Regions from separate parts of the Mus musculus genome. Here region 1 is linked to region 2. A link is a contact called in public HiCAR-type data. All regions are on one chromosome and are shown on one strand. The core of a region is the stretch at or near the end of the contact, and the rest is flanking DNA. Distances in the headings are between cores, read along the strand shown.

The links. HiCAR-type assays count read pairs that join an accessible place to other places.
Region 1: a contact with region 2 is called in a HiCAR-type map of astrocytes, with 4 times the contacts expected there. The contact joins the promoter of Tent4b here to the promoter of Vps35 in region 2.

Annotation. Positions count from the first base shown.
Region 1 is chr8:88,196,550-88,201,939 of GRCm38.p6, forward strand. Tent4b (terminal nucleotidyltransferase 4B) reads left to right here and starts at 3,333. Exons shown (of 12, transcript NM_001372333.1): 1 at 3,333-3,953. The coding sequence starts at 3,355.
Region 2 is chr8:85,297,772-85,302,659 of GRCm38.p6, forward strand. It overlaps Vps35 (VPS35 retromer complex component), which reads right to left and starts at 1,746. Exons shown (of 17, transcript NM_022997.5): 1 at 1,684-1,746. The coding sequence starts at 1,686. Orc6 (origin recognition complex, subunit 6) reads left to right here and starts at 1,861. Exons shown (of 7, transcript NM_019716.2): 1 at 1,861-2,221; 2 at 3,338-3,467. The coding sequence starts at 2,157.

The DNA.
Region 1 (5,390 bases), core at 2,083-4,582, 2.9 Mb after region 2:
GTGCCAAGAAGCCTAGGTTGACCTTGCTGTGCCTTATACAGGTTTTTTCTTTTCTTTTCTTTTCCTTTCTTTTCTTTCTTTTTTCTTTCTTTTTTCTTTCTTTCTTTCTTTCTTTCTTTCTTTCTTTCTTTCTTTCTTTTTTTTTTTTTTTCGAGACAGGGTTTCTCTGTATAGTCCTGGCTGTCCTGGAACTCACTTTGTAGACCAGGCTGGCCTTGAACTCAGATCCACCTGCCTCTGCCTGTTGAGTGTTAGGATTAAAGAAGTGTGCCTCTACTGCCTGACTATTCCTTTTTTTGTTTTGTTTTGTTTTGTTTTGTTTTGTTTTGCTTTGTTTTGTTTTAATGTGGGTGTTTAAGTCTTCATGCTTACATGGGAGGCACTTTACCTAACAAGCTATCTCTGGGTCAGATGATTTTTTTAAGGAATCTTTGAGAATATATACTCTAAGTGTCTATGCCACACATTCAATATTTAATTAAATCACTTTATTATTTTGTACACAAATCAGATTTCTACCTCAGGACCTTTGGACTTACTACTCCATCAAAGAAATCATTCTGTAAATGATCACGGCTTCGTCTCTTACCTAAGTCCTTCCTCAAATAACACTACCTCAGAGCAGCCTTCCCTGCTTAGCTCATCTAAAAATAGGATTCCTTTAGCCTGCTTTTTCCCCTTAGCACTGACCAGAGTGGGATTATATGCTTGCTTCACTCACTGGACACAAGGTCCATGAAGGCATGGACCTTATCAACATTGTTCTTTGCTGTATCCTCAGAACCTGGTATATAATTGCCTCTTGACATATTTGTTGAATTAATTGAATGGATTGAGTTTGAATATTTACCTCTCTTTGCCTCCTCATTCAGGCAGTAAATTCACGGAAAGCTGCCAAATACCCTGGTTGATTAACTTCTCTAAGGTCACTTTAACTTAGCTCTGTGTGGAGGATAGATAGCTCAGGATCTGCTGACAGCTTGAAGGAGTGGCTAAGTTACAGGCAGGACTGGGCCGACTGGGCAGGGTTGGGCAGCCAGCATTCCTTGCTGCTGCATGATATCCCTGAGGGTGGTAGCTCACCCACATTTGATTTGATTTTATTTTTGTTTTTGATTTTTGGGTTTTTTTTTTTTGTTTGTTTGGGGGGGGACGGGACAACAGGGTTTCTCTGTATAGCCCTGGCTGTCCTGGAAATCACTCTGTAGACCAGGCTGGCTTTGAACTCAGAAATCTGCTTGTCTCTGCCTCCCAAATGCTGGGACTAAAGGCATGCGCTACCATGCCCGGCTTACATTTGAATTTATAAAGTACTTTTACAATTTTTTATTTTTATGTACATTAGAGTTTTGCTTGCATGTAAGTCTGTGTTGTGTGTCAGATCCCCTGGAACTGGACAGTTGTGAGTTGCCATGTGAGTGCCGGGATTTGAACTTGGGTCCCCTGGAAGAGCAGCCAGTACTCTTAGAGGCTTTAAAGGTTGAGCCATCTCCAGCTCCTATAAAGTGCTCTTGTATATCATCTTATTTGATCATTTTTGCTAGCCTCTAGTAGTTCTTCACATTTGCTGAAAGAAAAAAAAATAGCTCACATACAACAAATAACTTTTGTTAAGGTACTATTGTAATGGAAAAAAAATTAAATATACAAAAATGTAAAAAAATACCAATGGCAGTGACTTATAACATGACATTTGCAGAAAAGTGCAAAATAACTGAATGTCTTGTATTTTGACATGTATTGTACAGAGACTTGGGGAAGAAATGGAAACATTTAATAGTGTGTCTTCACTTTCATGTGTGTGTGTGTGTGTGTGTGTGTGTGTGTGTCCCCGTCCGGAAAAGGAGGGCTTGAGTCTCAAGTTGTTATGTAGCTATGGATGGCCATGAATCGGAGATTCTCCTTTCCTGCTGAGGGTCTGGCACCAACCTCAGGGCATTTCGTGTGCTAAGCAAGCACTCTAATAGAGTTACAATTAGCTCAGCCAGTGGTCATTGTATTCTTTTTTTTTTTTTCCCCCTAAGAAAAAACGTAGAGCAATGATTCATTCTGTGACAAACAGATTTTTAATCCTTTGCAAAATAAGTAAATAAACAAAACCAATCACCACCACCCCAAACTTTCCAGGATATTGAACTGGGCACAGAGCCAAAACTCAAGTGTCAGTCAGGGACTCGGTTCTGGAATTTGCAGCGAGCTTGAAGCATGCGCACAGTAAGTGTTCTAGTCTTCTGGATAATGTTAATTACTGACAACCACCCCCTGCCCCCTTTTTGGTTATTTTTCGCGCCAGAAGAAAGCTACACAAATGGGCATTCTATGAAAAACGATCATTAACCGCAACGGTAGTGTGATTTTAGGTTTAAAAGGCTTCGAGTATTCTTAGTTATGAAAGTTGAGGGGCTTTGAGCTCGTAAGTGCACCTTGGAACAGCCGCGCTGTGTGGCCCTCCAGCCGGGCAGCGGTGCCAGCACTCGCGACCCAGAGGCCGCTGAGACCGCTCCGGAACCGAGATGCGCGTGCAGCCGCGTGCTAACCCGGCCCTTGAGCGGAAGCCCGCCCTTCTCGTGCTCGCGCGGCGCGCGGCCAGGAGCCCCGGGGCCGCGCCGGGACCGAGGGGCGGAGCCGGCGGTCCGGAGCGGGGTGGGCGGCGCAAACCAGTCACTTTCCGCGGAGTCGGCAGCCGCCTCGTGTGCCTCGGCGGCGCTTGAGCGGCAACAGAGTCCTGCGGCGGCGCGCGCGTCCGAGGTGCCCGGAGGCCCAGGTACGTGCGACCCCAGCTAAGCTAGCGCGGGACGGTTGACCAGGCGGTTGCGGCCCCGCTGCCTGCAGCCTGCCGCGGCCTCTGTGACGCGCGGTGCGGCCTCGGGGAACCCGCGGACGGCTGGCAGCAGGGACGGGGCGGGGCGAGCGCGGCGGCGGGGCAGGCGGAGCGGAGCGAGGGGCGGAGCCGGCGGAGGCCCCGCCCCGGGGCCGAGCAGCACGGACGCTACGGAGCAGGCGCGTCCCGCTGCCGCCGCCGCTGCCGCCGCCGCCGCCGCTGCTGCTGCCGCCGCCGCCACCACCGCCGCCGCCGCTCGCCCTTCTCGGGATCCGCCGCCGCCATTTGCACGGGAACCCCGGTGACAGGGGCTCGGCGGAGGGGCGGAGGGAGGGGGGAGGGCCTGCGAGCCCCGAGGGCGGGAGCGACGCCGCCGGCGCCGGCCAGGCTCCCTGCGCTACCGCGCCGCCCGTGGCGGAACCCGGGTGGCAGCGGCGGCGGCGGCCGAGGGCGGGCGTGCGCCTGAGGCAGCGGCGGCGGCGGCGGCCCTGCGGGCGGCCGGGAGGGGCGGGGGCAGCGGCCGCCGCCGTTTGATGGATCCGAGGATCGCCTGGTTCCAGCCAGAGCAGCTCGGACCGTCCAATAGTCTGTGGATGCAGATCTGGGAGACGACCCAGGGGCTGAGGAACCTCTACTTCAACCACCACTGTCACAGCAGCGGCGCGAGCAGCGCGAGCGGCGGGAGCGGCAGCGGCCCCGGCAGCCCCGGCGGCACGGCCCCGGCCCCGGCCGGCATGTTCCGCTCGGGGGAGCGCCCACTGGGCGGCCTCGCCGTGCCCGCGGAGCAGCGGGACTTCCTGCCCCTGGAGACGACCAACAACAACAACAATCACCACCAGCCGGCGGCCTGGGCACGGCGGGCATCGGCGGGCCCCTCGGCGTCGCCGGTCCCATCGGCTCCCTCGTCCCCGCGACCGGCGGCCGCACTCCCCGCCTCCGAGTCTACCGACCCGGCCTCGGGCAGCAGCAACAAGAGGAAACGTGACAACAAGGCCAGCACCTACGGACTCAACTACAGCCTGCTGCAGCCCAGCGGAGGGCGCGCGGCCGGAGGCGGACGGGCGGACGGCGGCGGGGGCGTGTACAGCGGGACCCCGTGGAAGCGACGGAACTACAACCAGGGAGTCGTGGGGTGAGTGCTGGCGTCGTGGCCTGCGTCTTGGAGGGTCGGCACACCCGCACAGCGGGGAACACGCCCACAGGCGGGAGGGGGGGATGATGGGTGGGGGATGGGGAGCCCCAGTGGGGCCTCCAGAGCATCGGTGGCCATTCATTCCTTCATAGCTTGACCAGTCTCGGTGGACCTTTCTTTGGAATTCCTTTGGAAAAAGTGGAGCTATCCTCTCCTTTTCGTAGTCATCTCTACCTTCCTCCTCTCCTAACTGTCCACACCTTCCCGATGCATTCTTGCTTGTCCTTCTCCTGGATCTTTCTATGCTCTAGAATTCAGCCTGCCCTCTGATCCCTTTCTGTCCTCCACACCTTGCTCCCCACCACCACACCCCAAGATGAAGCCCCTTAGCATCGGGCTAGTTAACTTCCTGAGAACGTTTCTGCCTTAGCGTCTTTAGATGTTAGGACCAGGAGGTGCTCTTCTTGCCAAGAATAGAAACATCCAGAATGCTCCTTCCCCTCCCCCAGTCCACGACGAAAATCTCCTCAGCCCTGAAAGACACTGCCTGCTCTTGATCCTTTGGCCCATCTTTTATATTTACTTAAGGAAAAAAAAAAAAAAAGCCAGTGTTTGCCATGTCTGTCGTGAGCAGAAAGCACTGAGTGACAGCTAGCTTGAAGTTGTCATAGATGGTGAGCTTTTCTGAGCCCTGACAGAACTTTGCAGGAGTTCATGGTCGGCAGCTTCTCACTGTGAGGTTGTCACTGTGGCAGAGGTAGCAGTGGTTTTCATTTAGGGGTGCTGGTGTTAGTGTGTGAATGTTGCACCACCGGTGACTTTGTGTTTAAAGTTCAGCTCTTACAAAATGGAATCTTACCTGAGCCCTAGTGAATTATGTACATAAGCTGGGAATGTTTCCAGCCTGCTTTTCCTTTGGGAAGAGCCCCTGTGTTGGCTGGATTAGGTTACTGAGTCTTTTCTTCTCGTTCTTTTTTTTTCCCTTTTCATAAACTTATGCTTTTGGATTTTGGTGTAGTGTGTGTGTGAGAAGTGTAGAGTGTGGTTTGTGTAGCTCCAGTATGGAAAACCAGCTCTGAAGGTTTTTGAGGGCAGTTTCTCGTTTTCAGGTACTGATCTGTAGTTAGGCCTCAGGAAATCAATCAGTAATCCCGTGTGAACTTTCTTAGACTCACCCAGTCAGCTCTGCCCTGGTTTTGGCAAGGAGAGATAGTTGTGTGTACCTTTTTGAAGGTTTGGTAAAATGAGTTGGTGGGTTCCATCTGCTGTAGTGGGCTGGTGTCTGCTCAGTACACTACTATTACAACTCCCACCTTTTATGGAAAAATGCAGTCATGTGGTTCAGGAGTGATGCTGGGGAATGCCTCATAGCTGCCCTCGTTTTCCAGAGGAGATCCTTCCTGGCTCAGGCATTTTTGCCAGCTTCAAGGGCGCTCT
Region 2 (4,888 bases), core at 496-2,995:
CAAAATTCTTTCTTTGTGCAGAATTTCTGCCCATTCTCCTCAAAATCTGTTTGCATTACCTCCAAAGCTCCTAACACAACCTCTTTCCCACCAGGAGCCCAAAGAACTATAGCAGAATGTTTCAAAAGCACATCTCTGCCATTTATTTCTATCTGGTGCCTAGCACATTCTATAAAATTGAAAGTACACCAGATGTTTGGTTAGTGCTGGACTCAGGATTTTTAGGAGTACAGTACCAGTGATATCAACACTTGCTTCCAGATGCAAAAGTGAGACTTAAAGGCTAACTACCTACTCAAATCATAAAATTGCCTATGACAGAACTGATACCCAGGTTCCATTTTCCAATAAAATTCACAGGGAAAACTGGTCCAATCTGGTTCCCCAGGCACATAAATATAATTTATAGTGTATCCTCAAATGCTTTGTATTATAAAACACTATGTCAACCAGTAAGTGTTGAAAAACAAAAAAGTTAAACTTCACACCAGTCATGTGCCAAATCTCAATTGTACAAAGTTCCGAGGGGGGAAAACATCTTGTAAGGCAATATATTATATTAAATATACATCAAATATTTATCAAATTACGGGAACAAACGCTCAGAACTCAGCCAGCCAGAACCAAAGATGACATAAATACCAAGCTGATCGGAGTCTAGCAAGATCATCATAAAGGTCCATTCCAAAAAAAAGGAAAAAAAAAATCAACAAAAAGATTTAATGCTGGTTTTTCCTATTAACACACTTAAAGTGAAGTATGTGCAGTGGCACATAGAATTATCAATACAAAGAATGAATATTGAAATTAAAAAAAAAGGACATAAGCATAGCACATCCAAAACCACTACCTGTTCATACTACAGCAAATGCTCGTATAACGCAAGTGACAACTTGCCCTGTGGAAAACAGGATCCGAATTTTGCGGAAGTTCCTGTTTATAAGGCTAGTGCCACAAAGCATCACGACATGCTATCGTCGCGGAGAAACCTTTGAATGACTGCTTCCAGCAAGTGAGTTAGAATCCTCAGAGAGCAAATGCGAAACGGAGACCTGTCTCCTATCTGATGGTTGGGCTCAATGAAAAGAAAGCAGGAGTCCTTCGGGAAACTCACGTGAGCAGGTCCCTAGAATTCGCTGACAGGCGCTGCAAGATGAAGGGGGCTCTGCGGCCACGGAAGGCCGGGAGACCACTGCGCCCCCCCCCCAAGGATATTTCCAGCAGAGAAAAGGCAATGGGACCCCCGAGGACAGCTGAGTACAAAGCTGGAAATGCACCATCTGGGCGCGACCCAGCTACGGCGCCAGCTCAGAAGCTCGGGGGCTCCTCACTGTCCCAACTCCGCACAGACCCGGGAGTCCGACTCTCAGAGGGAAGGTGGCCGTTCCGTACAAGAGTCTGACGCAGGCCTCCACCGACACCCAGAACCTGCAGCCCGCGACACCCCTAAGGGAGGCTCCTGGTCTCGGGGTAACGACCAAATTCTGCGCCACCGCCCACCGCAGCCCACCGCAGCCTAACGCGGCCTTCCTCAGCCCGTGCCAAGCCCGCAGGCCCAGCCTGGACCGGACCGGCCTCGATCGAAATGCAGGGCCTCCTACTCCGCCAGCAAGGCTCCTGTCCGCCGAAGGAAAACGTGGACTGCGACTCGGCAACCCAGGCCCACCGCTTCCCCTCACTCACCATGGCGACTCCGGGGACCACAAGCAGCAGCGCCTACCCCGCCGGAGCCGCCCGCCGTCAGGTGACCGAGCCTTGCGAGCCCCGCCCTCTCTAGCCCCGCCCTTGGATAGAAGCGGCTTTTCGATTGGCCCACTTAAAATCTCGCGTAGTTTGGGGAGAATGGGCAGCCGGCGGTGTATAGTGGACGGGGCGGGGCGAGAATAGTACAACGCTGCGGCGAACTAGGGACAGCAGGAAGGGAAGCCTTAGTTAAGGAGATCCGCGGCCGAGGAAGGGCAGCGAGAGAACCTTCTGCGCGTCCACTTCGCCTGGGCCCGCGCCTCATCGTGTGCACATGCGTAGAAGGATGACCAGGATTGGTGTGTGGAACGGTCTCAACCTCTGGTCGCAACCAATCTGGACGCGCCGGGGGTGGGTCTTAACCCTCTGACAATCTGCGCGCGCATTGCTCTTGGCGCGCATTTCTTCCAGCGATGGAGTCGGAGCTGGTACGCCGCCTCGCCCCGCGTCTCGGCCTTGCGGAGCCGAGTGTACTGAGGTGAGTGTGGCCGTGTGTGCGGGTAGACGTCCCAGACTGCGGCCCTGGGTCCTCCCAAGGCAGCGTCGGATGAGGGACTGGCGATGAGGGAATGACCGCACACTGGTCTGGGCGAGACTCGGGCCCAACATCAAGAAAAACTGTTGTTGGCTTGTAGAAGATGGTTTGAGAGGACGTATATAGTCGTCCTTGAAGCACTCTAGCTCTGTTGGATACACTGTGGTCGGAAAAGCCGGGGAGGACCTCTTGTCATTCCTTCAGACTCGATAATCTTGATAAGCCAGCCTTGCAGGGCAGACCCTGTGCAAATCACTATAGATGGCAAGAGAAAGGTAGATTATGGTACAGAGTGAAGAGCTGAAGTGATGAGCAGGGCGTAAGAATTCCAGAAAAGGCCGGGCGTGGTGGCGCACGCCTTTAATCCCAGCACTTGGGAGGCAGAGGCAGGCGGATTTCTAAGTTCGAGGCGAGCCTGGTCTACAAAGTGAGTTCCAGGACAGCCAGAGCTATACAGAGAAACCCTGTATCGAAAAATCGAAAAAAAAAAATTCCAGAAAGGGCCCAGTGGCGTTGGGGCTGATTTATTAAATAGTGGCACGCATGGGAAAATATGGTAAGAGTGGCCCAAATAGCTTCCATTTTCCGAAGCCCTTGAGATTAGGAGGGTCATTGTAGGATCTGTCTTAGGAAATAAAGCTACAGCAGGCAAGTGTGTAGAAAGTTCGTAGGTCTATTCCCAGGGCTACTGACCGGAAATACAATGGGACCCAGAACTATTTTCACAAGCCGCCGAAACTGAGACCCAATCAGTCATTAAGGAAGAGAAAGGGATTTAATTTACTCTAATCTGCCTGAACCAATTCTTTATACTTGTTGAAATAATGTAAGAAGGAAAGGTAATGTCCAAGGAACACGCTTGGACACAGCTAAGTCTGGAGTCATTTTGGTTCTATGTAAAGAACTTCCACCTCTCCAAAGGATGTGCTTTCTAGGCCCCAAATGAACTTGCACAGTAGTTAGGTGGTGTGCAAGTCCACCATGCTGAATTCAGTTCTTTGCCTAAGTGTTGACAAAGTTCTGCAGCAGTTTTAGTGACCATACTGCCTTTATAACCAGGAAAGCAGAGGAGTTCCTGCGGCTGTCTAAGGTGAAGTGTGTCAGTCTGTCTGCACGTAGCTCAGAAACCAGCAATGCTGTCATATGCCTGGACCTTGCAGCTTCCTGTAGGAAGTGCCCCTTGGATAGAGTAAGTTGGCTCCAAAGGACATTTGAGTGATCTGATGTGACCCTGAGGTTTCTTTGTTTTAATCTTCTTGTTGGCGGCTCCGTTTCTTTTTTATTATTACGGTTATATGTAAGTACACTGTAGCTGTCCTCAGACACTCCAGAAGAGGGCGTCAGATCTCATTATGTTTGGTTGTGAGTCACCATGTGATCGCTGGGATTTGAACTCAGGTCCTTCGGAAGAGCAATCACAGGAGAGAGTTTTTAATCAACTTCAAGGGTACGATCTATCCTGACACAGAAATCAAAGCAACTTGAAGAATCTACATGGCACCTACAGTCATGAAGCAGAAATCAAGTAATCTTTGTACCCAATTCAGTTTCTCCTTTTTTTTTGTACATATAGGATCCCATTGCAGGAGATTTTGCCATCAGAAATGGTCTGTCCACCTCAGTTAATCTAATGGGCACAATCTCCCCTAGGCATGCCCAGTGGCTCTTTTTCCAAGTGAGTCTAGATCTCATCAAGTTAACAGTTGAGAGTAACTCTCACAGTTTGTCCAAATCTTTAATGTTTAAAATTAGAGTCAGGAAGAGTCACATGTTGAAACCAAATGTCAGTATTATTTACAAGATCCATGAACTGCTAGTTTCTTCATCCATCAAATAAGAATAAAAACCGTCTTTTACTGGATTATTATTCTGACTAAAGAAGGTATCTATCTTCTTTATGTAGTAGATGTACACAGTACTTGTGTCATAATGGATGTATTTATTCATTAAAGCTCTGTTAACTTTTCTGTTGCTATCTAACTCTTCAGTCTCTTTTACCCTGGCCTCAAGCTATGATACACACTTTGTGAGTCATAGTTTTGTAAAGGAAACACTTTTCCACCCTGGAATGCTTTGTTGCCAAGTTCCTTTCTGTCCTAACGTGACTCTGCTTTGTTGTATATCTTTTATAAAGCTCTCCATGATTTCCCAAGATAGACTTGGCTCCCTACAGTGGTGGATTATCCTGTTCTTCCCTTCCAGATATACACTTTCCTCACCCTACACCCAGTACTTCCTTTAATTTTCCTAGTGGTTTGTTTTGTGCAGCTGAGACAAGCTATACTATTTAGTCGTTTTTAAATTATTTGTAAGTGCTCTTGCTCCTCTCTCTCTCTTGCTAGTCCCTTCCTGCTCCTGCCCTCTCCCTATTCCCTTCCCCTCTCTCCACATGCTTATGGCTGGCCTCTACTCTTCTACTTCTCTACTCTCCCTCTCTGTTTCTACTACCCTCTTAACTCCCCTTCCCATACCCTGAATAAACTCTATTCTATACTAAAAAAATATTATTTGTAAGTATGCATAATTGTACCTTTCTATAATACGAATTCTTTGAAATAGTCTGCTCTTAAAGTGATTGAAACGTTTTGGGTTAAATAAAATTAGTATATA